Regions from separate parts of the Mus musculus genome. Here region 1 is linked to region 2. Evidence: chromatin contacts called from public promoter capture Hi-C data. All regions are on one chromosome and are shown on one strand. The core of a region is the stretch at or near the end of the contact, and the rest is flanking DNA. Distances in the headings are between cores, read along the strand shown.

Region 1 (4,435 bases), core at 1,456-3,955, 270 kb after region 2:
GGACAGCCACCCGCCCGACCCACGTAGAGCCTCCTCCAGAGCTGTGCGCCCTCCCAAGCCACCCAGAGGGAGACTTTTAGAAATCGAGGCAGCCCGACCGGGATGCATCCCAGCAGGGCGGCTCTCTCTACTCGCCCCTCCTGGTCCCTAACTCCTCTGGCCCGAGTTCCTAGCCTCCCTAGCCGAGTCCCGGGTGGGCCTTCCTTAGCTCCCTGAAGTCTTGAGCATCAAGTCTGTCCTTGGTGCCTGCGGTGGTCGGGTGCTAGCACCTGTCCGCAGGACCCCAGCTCTTCTAAGTACCTCCTTTGAAACCCTTGCCCAGCGGGGGGAAGAAAGTCCAGTGCCCTCACCCCACTCCTACACAAGGCTGTTCGGCTGCCCACCCCGATGCCCAGCGCCACCGGCGGGCGCCGCACCTCGCCGGCCGCGCCGACCGCGCCTCCGGTGCTTAGCCCGCGGCCCCGCGGCGGGGCGGCCTCACTTACTGGCGGGGAAGCGCGGGTCTGGGTTGGCGCCGTACCATCCGGGGCCCGAAGCGCTGTTCCGCATGGTGTCCTGGTAAGGCGGCAGCTCGCTCATGTTGCCCAGGTTGCCGTTGCAGTAGCCCCCCACGGCGGAGTGCGAGAGCTGGGGCACCCCCGCCGCCGTCATGTGGTAGGCGGCGGTGACGGCGCCGTGGTGCCCCACGGCGTGCTGCTGCATGGCCGCGGCCGGTGGGGCCGCCTGGCCCTGTCTGTACGCTGCGAGCGGAGCCCCGAGGCCGCCGCCCTCCATGCCCACTTTCTTGTAGCTTTCCTCCAGGGGACTCAAGATGTCAGACACTGAGAACGGAGTCGTGTGCTTTGGACTCATCGACATGATTCGGCGTCGGCTGGAGGAGGAAGGAAGAGGAGGAAAAAAAAAAGGGAGAGGGGGAAGGCGAAGCCTCGCTACTTTTTTTTTCTCCCTTTGCCAAATATTCTGGTGTTACCTTAACGCCGATCTTGTTGGATGTACACGTAACGGAGTGGACCGAGTCCGCCTTAATTGGCTTGAGTGGAGGCTCGGGGGCTGCCTCGCGTTTGTTTTAGCCCGGCGCCAGGTTTTAGGCAGCCACCAGAGGCGGGGCATAAGCGCTAAAGCAACAAGACAATAGAAGCCTACATCTTGCCCGAGATAATTAGCTTACATGCTGATGACAAGGTAAACACCTTTAAGCTTCACTTGTCAAGATTTTTAGGTCTCAAAGAGAGAAAGAAGGAGAGAGGGAGAGAGAGAGAGAGAGAGAGAGAGAGAGAGAGAGAGAGAGAGAGAGAGAACCAAAGCATTACTTTCCCCCTCCCTTGGACACCCCCACCCCCATTTTTGTGGGGTGCCTGTGGCGCGCGAGGAAAAGGCGGGGGGGGGGGAAGGAGGAGGGAACCGAGAGCGGGAGGGCCAGAGGTGGGGTAGAGAATAACCTAAGGGGAGGGATGGAAAGGAGAACGGAAGGTGAATACTGCTTTGCAACCAACTTGGGGAGTTACAAAGTGGAACCGCGGTCCAATTTGGTCGGGGTTCCGAGGTCAGGGGCTGGCCTTTGGGGGAGAAGGGGGCTGAGGAGCAGGGAGCGGGATTTCACCTGAGCCTGCCGGGGCTGCTCCTCCCTCCCGCTGCGGCCTCCCAGCCCCGCGCCTTCCCACCGCCTCCGGACCACATCGGGCTTCGCTGCGCTGAGCCCCAGTCACCACCAAAAGAGTGTGCGAGTCTGGGGATGAACCCTGGGGCTGCACTGTTGGTCTATGTGTCTGTCAGTCTGTCTGCTTCTTCTGCCGCCGCCGTCAGAGGGACACCTCTGCTCCCCGCCCCCTTTCCCCTTACCCGAGAGAATCCCAGCGGGCGGAGGGGGAGCTGAGTAAGGGAACGACTGCCTCCGGGAGGCTGTCACCGATCCCCGCGCCACCCCCCACCAAGCTCCTGGCTCCCTAGCGGACCAGCCCCCCCAGCCCACCCCACCCCGCCGCTCCCTTTCTCCACCCCTTTTGCCGGCCCAGGCAAGTACACCGCTGGCCCTCTGAGCTACGAGGCTAAGGGTGCGGGGGATTAACAGGAGAGTCCACCACGGAAGTTGCCCCATCTCGAACAAACCTGGTGCCCCTGACCCTTGCCCATGGCCTGGATACTTCGGCTTCAGAAGCTGATGCTGTCTTTCCGAGGACATCCCAGTCCCAGCACCCCAGCTCAGATCCCCGCAGTTTTCCCTTCCGATGCTTCAGTGAAAGCCCGGGCGGGGAGCCGCGTGAGCGCCCGCAGATCCGTTGCAGAGTGGAACTGAGTCTGAACCCGGGTGGAACTCGTTGTCCGGGAGGAGGCGAATATCTCGACGCCCGCAGCCCAGCGGGCGGGAGGCTGGGCTGAGGCTCGCCTCCTCCCGGAGCTCAGCCATGCAAAAGTGCACTTGCTTCCCCGGGAATAACCAAATATCTTTGTCTAAAGTGGCGGCGTAAATGGCCGGTCGCTTTGTGGCCACGCTGGATATTAGTAGATGAGGATCATTCTGCTTCAATTGGGCGCCTCTCATCCGGCTAGGAAGAAACTGCTTAGGAGGAAGTGGGTTTCCTGTCTGAGCGTTCCCAGGCTTCAAGTGTGAGCCCCGCGCCTTGAGGGTCCTTGGGCGCCTGGCAAGGGGGAGCTGTGGGCTGTGCTCCCTAGCGGGCCCGGGGGCGTCAGCCTCATTGCTGTTACCAGGTCAGGATCAGCAGCTAAGTGGGTTACCCAGCCAAGCCCTGCATGGCACAGATTTGGAGACCACCTCCGTTTTTTTTTTTTTCTCCTTGGAATTTAAGCGTTTTCGTTATTGTTTGTTTTTGTTTTGGCTTTGCTTGTCTGCTGTTCGAGCTTTCTTGGAGCGCTAGAGGCTGGGAGGGCGGAGTGCTTCCTGGCCCGGCAGGTGCCTCCTAGACACTTCGGCGGCCAGTCAAGGAGGCTTCTTGATTTTGGTTTTTGTTTTCACATTTTCTTTCCCCTCCTTGTAGTGAGGGAGCTCCCGATAATGAACAAGCAGTTTTGAACTACTTAATTCAGCAGGGTAGGCTCCTTTCCATTAATAGCAATTATAGTATGGAAAGTTGTTTTATTTGCTTTTTAAGATCTCTCCTTGAAGAGTGCTCTCTACTCCCTCAACACAAAGCCGACGACTAAACTAACATTAGCTTTCCTCACCACCTACCTCCATCGTGAAGGGAAGGAAGGCTCTGGGCATCAGCGGGCCTCCCATCTGGGCCCGCATTTTCGAACCGCCCCCGAGGTGGCTTTGAAGCAGGGAACCCCGACTTTAAGCGGCCAGGTGCGTTGTGTCTCTGTAGCTAAGGACAAGTGGAAAGCAGAGCTCTGCGCTCTCCTTTCCCAGGGACTTCTCTGGGGGGCGCTCTCAAGATGAGCTACAGCACTTTGGTCTACAGTGTCGAGAGTGCAGGGAGGGGAAGCCACGCTAGATCAAGTGAACGGCAGAAAGGGCAGGCAAAGCATAATGCAGACCTAGTCTGAAGGCGCGACCCAGATCTGCTAGCATTGGGAACGGGATCGTCTTAGGAAGTCCCTGGTCCTCCGTCTCCATTTAACCCCGTTATTTTATAATTGTTGGTGGTCATAGGAACACCAAGGGTAGAGTGTCATTTGTCTCTCCCGGTTTTAGTGCCACTTACAGAAGGAGGTAATTCTTCAGAAGGTTTTTTGGTGAGATTTAAGCAAAATCAGGCACATCAAAACACGCCCAAAGCTTTGAGGGAAGAAAATTAAGCTCACTAACAAGGTCGATATTTCTGTGTCTGTGGTTAATATCAAATCCATTGCTTCTTCGGGGGGCCTGTTAGTCTGGAGTGAAAGGTTTGTTCAATCTTCTACAGTCTCTGAGCCGTGCAGCCCGGACCTTCAAAAACACCAGCAGGTGGCCAGTTTGGGAGAATGTACACAAGCTGCATCTTAGCCCTACTGTAACTAGGGGCCCCCATCCCCAGCCGCACAGCACTAGGTGAGGGGCTGAGCTTCAGTCAGAGTTCGAGGGGAGTGATGCCTGGCAACCCCCATGCTTTACCCTGAAGGGGAGGGGAACTGGACTGAGCTTCAAACTTCTCCTGCTGGCACCAATGCCAACAGCTCCCATCTAGAACTGGGGGTGAGGGGCTCTGTTGCACTCTGTGACTTGAACCAAATGAACTTCCCATACTTCTGCCCCTTCATAAACATCCACCATTCTGGATTATTTCCCATGAGCACTGACATCCACAAGAGTAAGCCAGAATTCTCAAGAGCCTTTGGGGGCCTGGGGGGGGTGTTGGGTGGGTGGGTGGGGAGCCACCTATTTATCTCTGAACTCATCCATGCAAAGATCTTGAGAATTCTCACCAGGTTAGTCTTTCTGACTAGAGAGCATGCTGCCTCTCTGACTCATCTTGAACAGGACCCACTCGGGTTAAAC
Region 2 (4,181 bases), core at 478-2,977:
TCTTCTTCTTCTTCTTCTTCTTCTTCTTCTCCTCCTCCTCCTCCTCCTCCTCCTCCTCCTCCTCCTCCTCCTCCTCTTCCTCCTCTTCCAGGCCTGTGAAGCCTCAACCCTACCTATCTTTCTTCTTCCCAGCTATTGACTGTTGGCATCTTTATTTACCAATCAGAATTAACTTAGGAACAGGATCCCAGGGGCTATGTGCAGACTCCAGGTCTTGGGGGGCCTTACTTAGCATTATAATAATCAGTAAAAGGCAAAACCTCAACAGTTCCCTTTGAGACACCACAGCTTATTTTTCAAAATAAGAAAAAGCATGAAACATCATGATATTATCTTTTTTTCTCACAGAGAAAGATGAGCATTGCCTCCTGGTAGTGTAAGAGCAGGTAGGTTGCCACTTGGTTTCTTTGGTATCATACGAATCCTATCCTCCTCTGGGCCACCAGAAGCCTTTTCTCTGGCCATACATAATTCTCCCAATATGGCATTCCAGACCACTGGGCAGACTGGGTCATACAACCTGGTGAATTTACAAACTGAGTTAGTCTCAACTATACCTTCTATCTTATTTTAAACATTAATGACAGCATGGACTAGAGTCCCCCCAAACATGTGGGTTATTATTTAGTAGCTGATTAGGTTATTTGGAGACATAAGTTTAGAGTCAAGGTCTTCATTATTTTAGACAACTACTTAATACATTCTGAAAAAAATCCAAGCTTCTACCCCCTACATCTTTTATATAAAAATATTTGGGCTTACTTACCTTATGGGCTAGTATGAGGATTTGAATGGCTGAATGCTGGCAGGGAGCTAAATCCATCTAGAACCTCAGAATGCCATGTAATTTTGAATATAGATTTTGTAGATTTAATTAAGGGACAAATGTCCAGAAGAGCTCAACCTGGATTTCCCAGGTAGGATATGCACCCAATGACAGATGCCTTTGTGAGAGACAGACAAGAAGACATAGGTGTGTGTGTGTGTGTGTGTGTGTGTGTGTGTGTGTGTGTAGAGAGAGAGAGAGAGGCCATGGGTAGAGAAGAATACTGTAAATCATGAGTTGAGGACTATCTAGAGTTCCTAGTATCTAGACAAAGAACAGGTATCTCTTAACTTTAGAGTAAGAGTGCTGTTCACACCTTATGTTGGACTGTCAGCCTCTGAAACTGAGGGAGCACACATGTAGAGATTTAACCTGTGTGGTTTGTGGTGCCTTATCACAGCATCTAGAAAATCAATACAAACATGTCCTTTGGGGATTATGATTCATAATGGCAAAGTGGTTTGTTTGTTTGTTTGTTTGTTTGTTTGTTTGTTTGTTTGTTTTCAGGTTCTGGGTGGGTTTTCATACACTTGTTTTCTAAGAGGTCTGAATTCAGTTAGCTCGTCTGGTTATATTTATTATCTTCTCAAACCCAATGAGGCATCAAGGGATTTTAAGAGTCAGTCCTAAAAGACCCAGAGTCTCTAACAGCTGGTGAGTCTGGGTCAGTGTCCAGTAACAAATGCACTGAGCTCATTATGCAGGTTTTGAAGATGTCAACAGTCTTCACTAAGACCCTTTTTCTCTGGGAGTTCACCTTCTTGAAGGACCTGAAACGACGAGGAACACCAAAGGCATGAGCAATAATTAACTTCTGATTGTAATGTGGGGCCCCAATGGCTCACTTCGTTATCAGTGCTCCAAATCTGAGAGATTAAACATTTGATCAAGCATATTTCTACAGCAGAAACTGCTGAAATGGCGTTTGAACTATTTTAGTCACGTAGCTGTATATTTGCCTTCTACCTAAAGAGATGGTATCCTGCACTCGGCTTATTTATTTATGTGCTTGAAGGATAAGTCTCCACATTTATTCACTCCATTTTTTTTCCCCTAGGAACTGTTTGGCCAGTGCCTACTATGCGCTCTGAGCACTGAGATCCATGAGGGAAGTGTGAGGAGAGAGTCCAGCTGCCTCCAGCCGATCAAGCAGGCCAAATAATGTTCCTGATGAAGCGAGCTGCGCCACCCAAGAAAAGCATCTTTGTAGCTGATTCCCCAAAATTCAGATAGTATTTGTTCTCTTCCTTTACTTCTCTCCCTAAGGGAAAAAAGAGAGTTTATATCCCCTAAAAAACACCTCAAATAATTGTCCTCTGCCTGAGCAGTTCTCTGAGCCCTGGACTACACAGAAGTTCTTGGCATCTTTTGGACATCCTGTGGAGACCTCAGACAACAATCATAAACAGAACTCTTTGCTTCTTGTCTAATATCTGGCCATCTTTGAGTGTTCTCTTTCCAAAAAACATCAAAGATGGAAATGAAGGAGTTACTATCCTCCCCCCCACACACAACACACACCATTAGCTTTACACAATCACAAAGTTGTGTCAATATTACCTTATCTCTCCCAATCTGATTTTCTCCATCACTATTGCCAGTGACTTGGTCTAATGAGTACATGCAGTCTGGTTACAGCTACGAGTTCACCTCACCATTGTATGTTCTGTTAATGAGAAACAAGTCATGAGCCTTACTCTACCCAAGGGACAGATTGCACAAGCACAAAGCCCAAGGGCCAAACTCAGGAGTCCATTGTAGAATTCATCCTACCATTGACCTCAAATTTAGCTTACTTATACAGAGAAACATTCCCCAAACTCAAGAATTGGTTCTAATTCCAATATACAGGTCCACACAATGCTTCTTGCCATCATTTATTATATTTTTAAATAGTTATATGACAATCTCATTAATATACCTTAAAGGGTAGCATTAGGTCTGGGATATTGCAGTGGTTTGAAACTATTTTTTTTAAATAAACTGATAGAAACACCATAAAATGATACAGTATTGGTCTATATTTTATTGTCTTGATCCCTTATCCACAAATCAGAGTAAAATCCCACTTTAAGGTATTTATTTATTCATTTATACTGAAGGAATACTGCCCAAAGGAACTGGCGAGGCAGGGGACCTAAGCTTTTATCCCCCATCATAGTAACAGGAAAATCATGATTTCCAAAGTCCTAATGAAAATTGCATTCCAAGTTGACCACAGACATTAGAGGATATCAGAGCTAGACTGGTAACCTGAACCACCAGTGAAAAGTCAAGAACCTTGTTGCTTTTCAGCTTGTTTTCTGCATATCTATTTGCATTCTGCAAATCTATGCTAAGTCACCAACAGAAGTCAATTGATTTGCCTGAATCTCATTTGGGAGTTCTGTCCAGACTTTGTTTTTCTCCATCACTATGCCAGATACTTGGTATAATGAGTATATACAATCTGAAGTTGTATTTCAGCAACTTTAGAAAAGAAGTGTTGCTTTGCTTACTTGTGAAGCGACTCCATGAGTTTTCACTGTTTTTGAAAATAGGCCGTTCCATTGGGTAGCCTGGCGGGATGGAACCTTCCCCATCCACTTTGAGGGGTTTGTTTTGGAGTTTCTGGCAGAGGAGCACAGTTACTCATGCATCCTTGACCAAAGGTCACTCCTACTCCACAGAGAAGGTCAAACTCTTCCACCAAGAGACTATTTCTGGGAAGGGCACATAATGAGTGCTAAGGAGAAAAGAGGCACCTACCTGAACAGTCAAGCCAACTGACTTAATGTTGGTGATGGTGGAGTGGCATATATCATACCAGATTGCCTAATTGACATCCCTAATCTGCATAGTCAAGGTGACTACACTACCACCTCTATTACCAAATTCCTGTCCACTTAATTTGTTCTAGGCCTTCACTGATATATGGATGATACTGCCTTGACTTATAATTACCTAATGCTTACCCTATAACAGTGGTTCTTAAATCTTAGCAGACATTAGAATCACCTCAGGAGTGTTAAATCAGAGTATTTGTCCCCACCTCACCCTGAGTGTTTGCTTCAGTCTGTCTGGTATGGAGCTAGAGATCCTAGGAGCCGTGTGACTGAGCTAGGGACAGCTAAGTTAGCATTTGTCTTCTTCCTATCTCAAAGATGCAGAAGTGAGAGTTAGGGATGAGTAAGGTCACATGGCCATTGAAAAGCCAAGGTTAAGTCCAAGTCGGCTGACCCAAAGCCAACCAAAAAGAAGCATAGTTTTCACGTGATTCTTCATAACCAGGACTGTGTTCAGGATTTCCCCATGACACGGGCCTTATCGTACCCCTCCACCCTCCCTTTTCACTGTTCATGAGTGGATATTTTGC

Evidence for each region. Promoter capture Hi-C pulls out the DNA fragments that hold promoters and counts their contacts.
Region 1: a promoter capture Hi-C map of pre-B cells shows a contact between it and region 2. The contact joins the promoter of Nkx2-1 here to the enhancer-like site in region 2. A contact is called at or near these places in 7 of 39 promoter capture datasets (the 3T3-L1 cell line, the C10 cell line, cranial neural crest and 4 more), 4 of 484 Hi-C or Micro-C datasets (the AML12 cell line, embryonic stem cells, nephron progenitors and 1 more), 5 of 115 datasets of contacts at active chromatin or transcription factors (embryonic brain, embryonic forebrain, embryonic midbrain and 2 more) and 2 of 9 other capture datasets (adipose tissue and liver).

What each region holds. Positions count from the first base shown.
Region 1 is chr12:56,534,203-56,538,637 of GRCm38.p6, forward strand. Nkx2-1 (NK2 homeobox 1) reads right to left here and starts at 2,706. Exons shown (of 3, transcript NM_009385.3): 1 at 2,107-2,706; 2 at 486-871. The coding sequence starts at 858. It overlaps Gm26973 (a long non-coding RNA gene), which reads left to right and starts at 2,988. Exons shown (of 6, transcript XR_872771.2): 1 at 2,988-3,304.
Region 2 is chr12:56,263,559-56,267,739 of GRCm38.p6, forward strand. Gm19990 (predicted gene, 19990) reads left to right here. Exons shown (of 4, transcript NR_045048.1): 3 at 349-386; 4 at 1,884-2,823. Gm46351 (a long non-coding RNA gene) reads right to left here. Exons shown (of 4, transcript XR_001780618.2): 3 at 2,387-2,492; 4 at 463-1,596. Among named protein-coding and RNA genes, the nearest start is that of Gm46351, 10 kb to the right of the region's middle. Within about 2 kb of position 1,728, at least 3 of the 459 cell types and tissues checked have an H3K27ac peak or open chromatin away from gene starts, as enhancers often do.